2 separate regions of the Rattus norvegicus genome follow, and region 2 is linked to region 1. The links are chromatin contacts, called in public Hi-C maps. All regions are on one chromosome and are shown on one strand. Each heading gives the region's core, a stretch centred on a gene start, on an enhancer-like site or on the middle of the called end of the contact. The rest is flanking DNA. Distances are from core to core; before and after follow the strand shown. Region 1 holds the start of Mlkl (mixed lineage kinase domain like pseudokinase). Region 2 holds the start of Ldhd (lactate dehydrogenase D).

Evidence for each region. Hi-C and Micro-C count contacts between places; a contact is called where the count stands out from the background.
Region 2: a Hi-C map of Schwann cells shows a contact between it and region 1, with 7 times the contacts expected there. The contact joins the promoter of Ldhd here to the promoter of Mlkl in region 1. A contact is called at or near these places in 8 of 12 Hi-C or Micro-C datasets (the A7r5 cell line, the Rat2 cell line, Schwann cells and 4 more).

What each region holds. Positions count from the first base shown.
Region 1 is chr19:56,211,196-56,215,242 of GRCr8, reverse strand. It overlaps Mlkl (mixed lineage kinase domain like pseudokinase), which reads left to right and starts at 1,385. Exons shown (of 11, transcript NM_001401077.1): 1 at 1,385-1,759.
Region 2 is chr19:56,495,906-56,499,872 of GRCr8, reverse strand. It overlaps Ldhd (lactate dehydrogenase D), which reads left to right and starts at 2,178. Exons shown (of 11, transcript NM_001399130.1): 1 at 2,178-2,279; 2 at 2,454-2,566; 3 at 2,901-3,042; 4 at 3,206-3,347; 5 at 3,492-3,651. The coding sequence starts at 2,214.

The DNA.
Region 1 (4,047 bases), core at 136-2,635:
CTTGGTCATGGTGTCTGTTCACAGCGGTAAAACCCCAACTAAGACAACCATGTACATAAATCTCTAGACCTAAGACGACCGATGGTGGCAAACAGTTACAAAGTGGGCCTAGAGGCCTGAATCTATTATCCCAGCCATGTGGGAGGCTAAGAAAGTGGGGGGGGGGGTCACAAAAGTTCAAGACCTGCTCGGGTAACTTAAAGAGACCTTGTCACAAAACCAAGAGGGGGCTGGTATACAGCCTAGTGATAGGGAGCGTGCCTAACAAACACAGAACCCTGGATTCAATCCACAGCACCACAGGAAAGGAGTGTAGTGGTGCACTTCTGTTATCCCAGGATCCAGGAGGGGAGGCTGGAGGGCTGATGGTTCAAGAACATCCTTGGCTACACAGTGAGTGAATGTCTGTGGGGAGACAACAAATGAGAAAGGGCAAGGAAATGAGAAAACAGGTAAACTAAACCCCCCAGGCAGCCCCCAACTGTGTCGCCCCAAAGTAAAATGTCTCCCCATCCTTTCCAGCTATATAGCTCAAGAAAATCAACAGCATTTCTTTCCTTCTTTTTCTTATTTTATTTTATTTTTTATTTTTGAGATAGAGTTTCTCTGTGTAGCCCTGACTGTCCTGGCTTTGTAGACCAGGCTGGCCTCAAACTCACAGAGATCCCGAGTGCTGGGATTGTGCACCACCTCCTGGCTCGTGAACGGTATTTTTTTATACTGGCAAACTGGGCATATAACGGACTTTAATAATAAACTCACCTTGAAAAATAACAAAGTTTGGAGATGACTTAGAGGGAAAAAAAAGGAATTGAGCCCTACTTGGGTAACCTCACATTCCCTTGAACTTCCTCCACTAGGTTCTATCTCCTGCCCCAGGATTTTTCGACACAAAGAGGCCAAAGGAAGTGCCTTGGCACTTCTAGGAGTCACCCCCATTTTAATGCATTTACCGGTGTGGTGTGTGCGTGCGTTTGCATGCCAGGGCCTGTGCACATGTCGAGGTCAGAAGACAACTTGGAGAACTCAGTTCTCTACTTCCACCTCAGGAGAAGAAGGTGACTCAAGTCGGCAGGCTCACTGAGCTGTCTCAGCCTCGCTTTTTTATTTTTTTTATTTTGCTGAACTTCCAGGTTATCCCATACAGTGGTTATCAGGGCTTCCTGTAACCTTATTTGCTCAATCCCCAAATCCAAGACCCCAAGCAGAGGACCTGGGAGGACTCAGAGTAGCTATTTAATGGATTTGGAGAAGGACCAGAGACAACTGGAGACTTCAACTGGGAGCTGTCCAGAAAGCGGGTGTGAGAAGCTGGCACTCCTCCAGCAGGAGTAGAAACCCCCCCCCCGAGGGGGGGGAGGCGTGTCAAACTGGCAGCCACTTCCGGAAGAAGAAACAGCTGTTGGTTTTGAGGGCTCGGCTGGGGCATTGCTGTGTTAACCCAAATTTGACTTTACACGAGAACTGTGGCCGGTGTAGAATTCCTCCGGGATGCGGGAGCATTAAGGCTGCACCAAGGGAAGGGGCTCAGGAGACCGGGGACCTGTCCTGGTCTGGGGTGCATTGTCAGCGAGGAAGAAGATCACAGTGGCCAGTGGGAGACTGATCCTACTGGAACACTGGAACGGAGCGCAGGATAGACCAAGACCAGCGCCCCTCGGAAAAACCGGGCTGAGTCCTCAGACTCCAGGGAGCCATAGCGCAGCAGGAGGAAGCAGGAGAATCACGGAATCACAGATAGGACTTCCTGGAACTCGGGGTGAGTTGGTTTCGATTCCCTAACTCTATTGGGCTGTGCGGCTGCTGAGATCCCTGCTGACCTTTTGCCCAAGTAAGATGGTGATCGAGGACTGGGATTCGAGGAGAGGCAAAGAGTGGGACCCGTCCAGAGGTGCCCAAGTCTTAGAGTAGATGGGAAGTCAGTAAGACAATCAGTTTCCAGCACAGATGATTATGGGGATGGGAGGTGGGAGAGGGTGTGTTCGGGTAGGGGGGGGCAGGGATTCAGGACAGGGTTTCTCTGTGTGGCTCTGTCTACACTGGAATTTGGATCTTGTTCCGTAGACAAGACCCAACGTGAACTCAGAGATCCGCCTGCCTCTTGACTGCCAAGTGCTGGGACTAACACTAAGGGTGTGCCCCACCATCATCCAGCATGATTCCAGTTCTTAATATGAATTCCCTTTTCCTTTTCTAGGGCCCATTTCATGAGTAGTCTAATGTAATTTTTTTAAAGGGCCTCTGACTTTTTTTTTTAGACTATTCATTTGTTTATGGAAATAGGCTCTCACTGTGTAGCTCTGACTGGCCTGGAACTCACTGTATGGTCCAAGCTGGACTTGAATTCGCAGAGATGCTTGTCTCTGCTTTCCAAGTGCTGGGTTTAAAGTTGTGCCACTACGCCCAGATATTTCTGACATTTTTTTATAATTGGAGGGGAACGGGGCAAGAGTAAATTAATATATTTAGTACTACTTCCAGATTTTTCTCCTTTGCTCTCAGACATCCAAGCCTTGACGGCTTGGGCTCAACATCTGGGAATCGCTGGGGCCCGAGATCCATTGATTTTGTTTAAGAGCACCATGACAGGCTAGAAAGACGGCTCAGCCTTTAAAGAGTATCCTGATACTAATGCCTTGCCTGGGAATCCCATGGACAAAGAAAACTAATCACTCACATGCTTGGTTTCACTTTTTTTTTTTTTTTTTTAAGATTTGTTTAATTTGTTTTATGTATATGAGTACACTGTTGCTATCCTCGGACTCACCAGAAGAGGACATCAAATCCCATTACAGATGGTTGCGAGCCACCATGTGGTTGCTGGAGATTGAACTCAAGACTTCTTTTTAGAACAGTCAGTGCTCTTAAACGCTGAGCCATCTCTCCAGCCCTTGGTTTCACTTTTTGACTCATGTTTTAAAGGCAGACTGGGATTCCAAGGAGTTGTTTTCTCTATGTTGTAATCTGATCTGTAAATGGATTTATTCCTTTCTTTGGGGCGCGTGTGCATGTGTGTGTGTGTGTGTGTGTGTGTGCGCGCGCGCACGCGCACGCGTCCTTATGGAGAGCAGAATAAGGCTCAGAGCCCCTGGAGTCTTACGTTACAGGCAGTTGTGAGCTGACCAGCATAGGTCCTGTCTATGACAGAGCAGTCAGTGCTCTTAATTACTGAGATAGCTCATCTACTGAGGGAGCTCTTTCTCTGTTGTTTTAATTTTTTCCAAGATAATTCTTACCCTATCTTTCACTGGGCCATTGAGAAGCTTGTTAAGGCTTTGAGCATTCTGAGGGTTGGGGATATGGCTCAACAGTTAAGAAAACTGGTTACTCTCCCAGAGGACACAGCTTTGATTCCCAGCATGTACATGGCCATTGTATTCCCAGAAGATCTGACCTCCTGTCTCTATGTGCATGTGGTACAGAGATATACATGTAGGCAAAACACTTGTACACATAAAATAAAAATAAGCAAATCTAGCCAGGCAGTGGTGATGTGTAGCAGGGAATTAGTTAAACTGCTTTGACTCTTGGTGGGACGCACACACGCCCCATCTGAGAGCTCTCTGGATTAGAGAATGAAACATGCATGAATGCACGTGCACGCGTGTGCACACACACACACACACACACACACACGCACGCACACACACACATGCACATATGCACACCAGCTAATTTCAATATGCCTTGACTAACTCAATGGCTAGGCATTTCTTTTTTTTTTTTTTTTTTTGGTTCTTTTTTTCGGAGCTGGGAACTGAACCCAGGGCCTTGCGCTTCCTAGGTAAGCGCTCTACCATTGAGCTAAATCCCCAGCCCCATGGCTAGGCATTTCTAAACCTCCCCGAGGCTAGCACACACTTCCCTCTGGTATTCCTGGTTTAACACCTTCTAAATCTATAATTTATCTTTGCTGCCCTGTAACCTTCTGGTCAGTGCCTCCCTCCACCCCTCTCAGTAGGGCTGCATATCCTTTACACCCACATTGTGGGATGCTTTCTCTCCTGCAGCTCTTAAACCGGATCCTTCTCCCTCCTCCGAGTCATG
Region 2 (3,967 bases), core at 929-3,428, 280 kb before region 1:
GCCAGCCTGAGTTTTGTAGCAAGACTCTGTCAAAGCCAGGAAAAAATGGAATCATCGTGCCCACCCTTTTAGAGTAACTGAAGCCAAGCAAGGAGAAATGACTCCTATATGCTAGCTGACATTAACTGATTAACTGAATGTCTTTGGACCTTGATCTCTGCTTATATTGTCTGTGATACTTAATTCAGGCACAGGCATATTATACCTCAGAACCGAGGAATAAAATCAAAGAGTGAGAATGCAGCCATCCTGGTAGCGATGAAGATGTTCCAAAGGGAGAGAGACCTGAGCCTCTACCTTTGCTTATCAGAGAATTCGAGTAGACTGTGCCGTGCCCTGGAAAAGCCTCTGGGAGTTTCCCTCCTCATGGCCTCTGACCTCCACACATCCCTGATGATGGCCCCCAAGAAGTTGGGATTTCCCTGGGAATTTCGTAACGGGAAAAGGAAAAGCCTGCCACCAGTCAGAGGGGGAGCTTTTCCCTTTTTTTTCTGTCACAGTACGAGACAAGAAACTAATACACAGGCCAAAATGGAGTCACTTGCACTAAATGCCACACAATCCTCACCAAACTGTCAGGAAACATGTAGATCCCATTAGGTTAAGTTTCCTGAAAACTAGAAATTCCAGTCTGAGTCTTTGTGAGGAGAAAATCCCTGAAAGGAAGGCGGTTGTGGGAAGTGAGTGTGTGGGATGGTTAAGAAGAACAAAGTGTAACAGTGCACAGCCAGACTGTGACATCCGTGCTGTGTGAACCAGGACATCAATAAAGAATCCTGTCTGCTTCAGCCTTACAAGGCAGGCAGGACTGGTGTCAACCTATCAGTTCCCCTCTTGTTCTTTCTTTGCCCCCATTTTATAAAACCTACTGTCCACTGGGAGCTTTTGTTCAATTTTGTAGACTTGGAGGGTGCCCCAATCCAAGAAGAGACTAAAAGACAATTAGATCTATAAGTAAATTTGTTATTTTAAAGATTTACTTTTTTTTTCTTTTCTTTTTTTCGGAGCTGGGAACCCAACCCAGAAAGATTTACTTTTGTTTTATGTGTATGAGTGTTTTGCCTCTGTGTGTGGGTGCCAGAAGAGCGCCGGAAGAGGGTGTTGGATCCCCCCCCCTTGGGATTTGAATTACAGATGGTTACGAGCCACCATGTGGGTGCTAGGAATTGAACCTGGGTCCTCTGGAAGAGCAATCAGTGCTCCAATCCTGATGCTATCTCTCCACCGCCACACCCATCCCCTGTAACTAAATTTGTAATTTTGTCTTTTCTTTTGTTTTTATAGCCCAGGCTAGCCTCAACTCATCATCCTCCTAAGTCCGCCTTCCTGTGTGGAACTATAGGTGCATACCACAATGTCTGGCATGGTTTTCTCTTTTGACATATTCATCCAAAAGTGGTTGGGTGAATTCAGAGAGAACCAACTCCACAAAGTTGTTTTCTGATCGCTAAGAGTGCACTGTAGCACGTATGTTCCTCCATCATGCACACAAACAATAAAAATGAATAGAAACTAAATAAATTAGGAGTTTGAACTCCTGACTCAAAGGAAGAAAGCGTCATCGGTAGGTAGCTTATCTCAACGGTGGTAGCAAAGGCTCTTCCGGAAATGCTGTGGGAGCTGCGAGAAACCAGCATGGCAGCCACCCTGCTCCAGAATGGTCTTGGAAGTAATCTTCTCCTTCACTGCTTCTCCTCAGCACTCCTCTGCAAGGAAGCCTTTCTGGGGGTACTGCACTATTGCTACCCCCTTTTGTCCTGGAAAGGCCTGCGGCAGCCTACTCTGTGACACGCTGCTGGAGCTTGCAAGGAGAGGGAAAACCTGCTTGACAGGGAGTCAGGAGCCGATTCCAGGCGTAGGGCACAGTGTATGTGCCAATGGCCTGAGCTCTGGAATGGAAAGGAAAACTGCAGCTTAGAGGTCAAAGAGGAGGCTGGAAGGAAGTGTACGTAGTAGACAGAGAAGTCCGAGGGCCCAGTGGGACTTTAAAGCCTCCATACAAAATGTTTGTTTGAAGGGCTACAGGAAGCAGTTGACTTTTAAGACGTGAAGTAGCTGCGGTCCTTGTTTTCCAGATCTGCAGAGGCCACCTTAAACCGGTCCACCTTAAGCAGGCTCCACCCAGTGCAGCCATTGGGCACAGCTGGAGTTAGCCTGGCAAGGCTTCCTCCCCGTCTAGTTACTCTCACCTTAACTGCGGGCTGGTTAGGGCCATGCTCCTTCGGGTGGCAACCCAGAGGCTTTCTCCCTGGAGGGGCTACTGCTCCAGGGGGTCGCAGGTATAAGTCGATGTGTGGATGGGGTCCGGGAGGGTGGAGCGCCAGGCCAGACCTTCTTGAGGCTGTGACGTCATCCTGCAGTCTGACCAGCCCCCGTTCTTTCCTCCCGCCACAGGGCATGTCTGTGGCTTCTGCTGTCTTTCCTACGACCCTTGCACTGTTTCTCCCCTGCAGGGTGGACTCAGCCAGGACTTTGTGGAGGCTCTGAAGGCAGTTGTAGGGAGCCCCCATGTGTCCACTGCTTCTGCGGTCAGACAGCATCATGGGCATGATGAATCAATGCACAGGTATCAGAAGGGACTGAGGGTCCTGGACTGTCCCTGTCTTTGGCCACCTGTTTGGAGTGTTCCAGCATTCTCCTTCCAGAGACAGGGCAGTGCTCTCTGCCCTGGCCTGCTGAGGTCCCTGTCCTCAGATCCTTTTTTTTTTTTTTTTTTTTTTTTCTTTTTTTCGGAGCTGGGGACCGAACCCAGGGCCTTGCGCTTGCTAGGCAAGTGCTCTACCGCTGAGCCAAATCCCCAACTCCCTGTCCTCAGATCCTTAAACCATCCCAGGTTCCTGGAAAGAGAGGGTGAGACACTTCCACACCTTTGCAAACCTCTGAGGCCCGCCTGCTTCTAGGTGTCGACCTCCTGATGCTGTGGTGTGGCCTCAGAATGTGGACCAGGTCAGCCGACTGGCAAGCCTGTGCTACAATCAAGGTGTTCCCATCATCCCATTTGGCACAGGCACCGGTGTTGAGGGGGGAGTGTGTGCTGTGCAGGTATAGTGGGGGTGTCCTGGTTCTGGTCAAATCACACATGATACTCCATTTGCAGAGTTATGTGGCTACTGGGGGCCTCCACCATAAAATGAGGGTTCTAGGGGCTGCTTCTGGCCTAGAGACCAGGGTTGGGCAGGGTTTCTTTTGACACCCTTGCTGCCAGGGTGGAGTGTGCATCAGCCTGACTCACATGGACCAGATCATGGAGCTGAACACAGAAGACTTCTCAGTGGTTGTGGAGCCTGGCGTCACCCGTAAAGCTCTCAATACCCACCTGCGTAACAGCGGCCTTTGGTTTCCAGTTGGTAAGCCTTGGACTAACCACTCTGTCAGAGTACCCAGAGGGCTTGGGGGCGTGGTTTGAGGGATTTCACAGGACCCCATCTTTCCCCCAATAGTCTCCAGGAAGGGCCTTCCCAGTTAACCTGTCCAGCATTTTTATTCTCTAGACCCAGGTGCAGATGCTTCTCTGTGTGGCATGGCAGCCACTGGGGCCTCGGGCACCAATGCTGTGCGCTATGGAACCATGCGTGACAATGTGATCAACCTGGAGGTGGTGCTGCCTGACGGCAGGCTGCTTCACACGGCAGGCCGGGGCCGCCATTATAGGTGAGCAGGGCCGCCATTAGAGGTGAGCAGGGCTGCCATTAGAGGTGAGCAGGGCCGCCATTAGAGGTGAGCACTGCTTGACCTAGTTGCAGGGCCTCCCAGATAGTTAAGTGACAGGAGGGTCCCGGAACTCTGTCTGGAGGGCCAGTGAGGGTGCTGGAGTTGGCTCTCCCTGTGCAAGGCCTCTCTGGGCCATTAAACCATAATCGGGGCTGCAGAAGAGCAGACCGAACCTGTCTTCTAGCTTTAGTGACTTCTGGACAGTAGTCACTCACACGGCCTGGGCACTCACCTACCTTATATGTCTCCGGGCCCA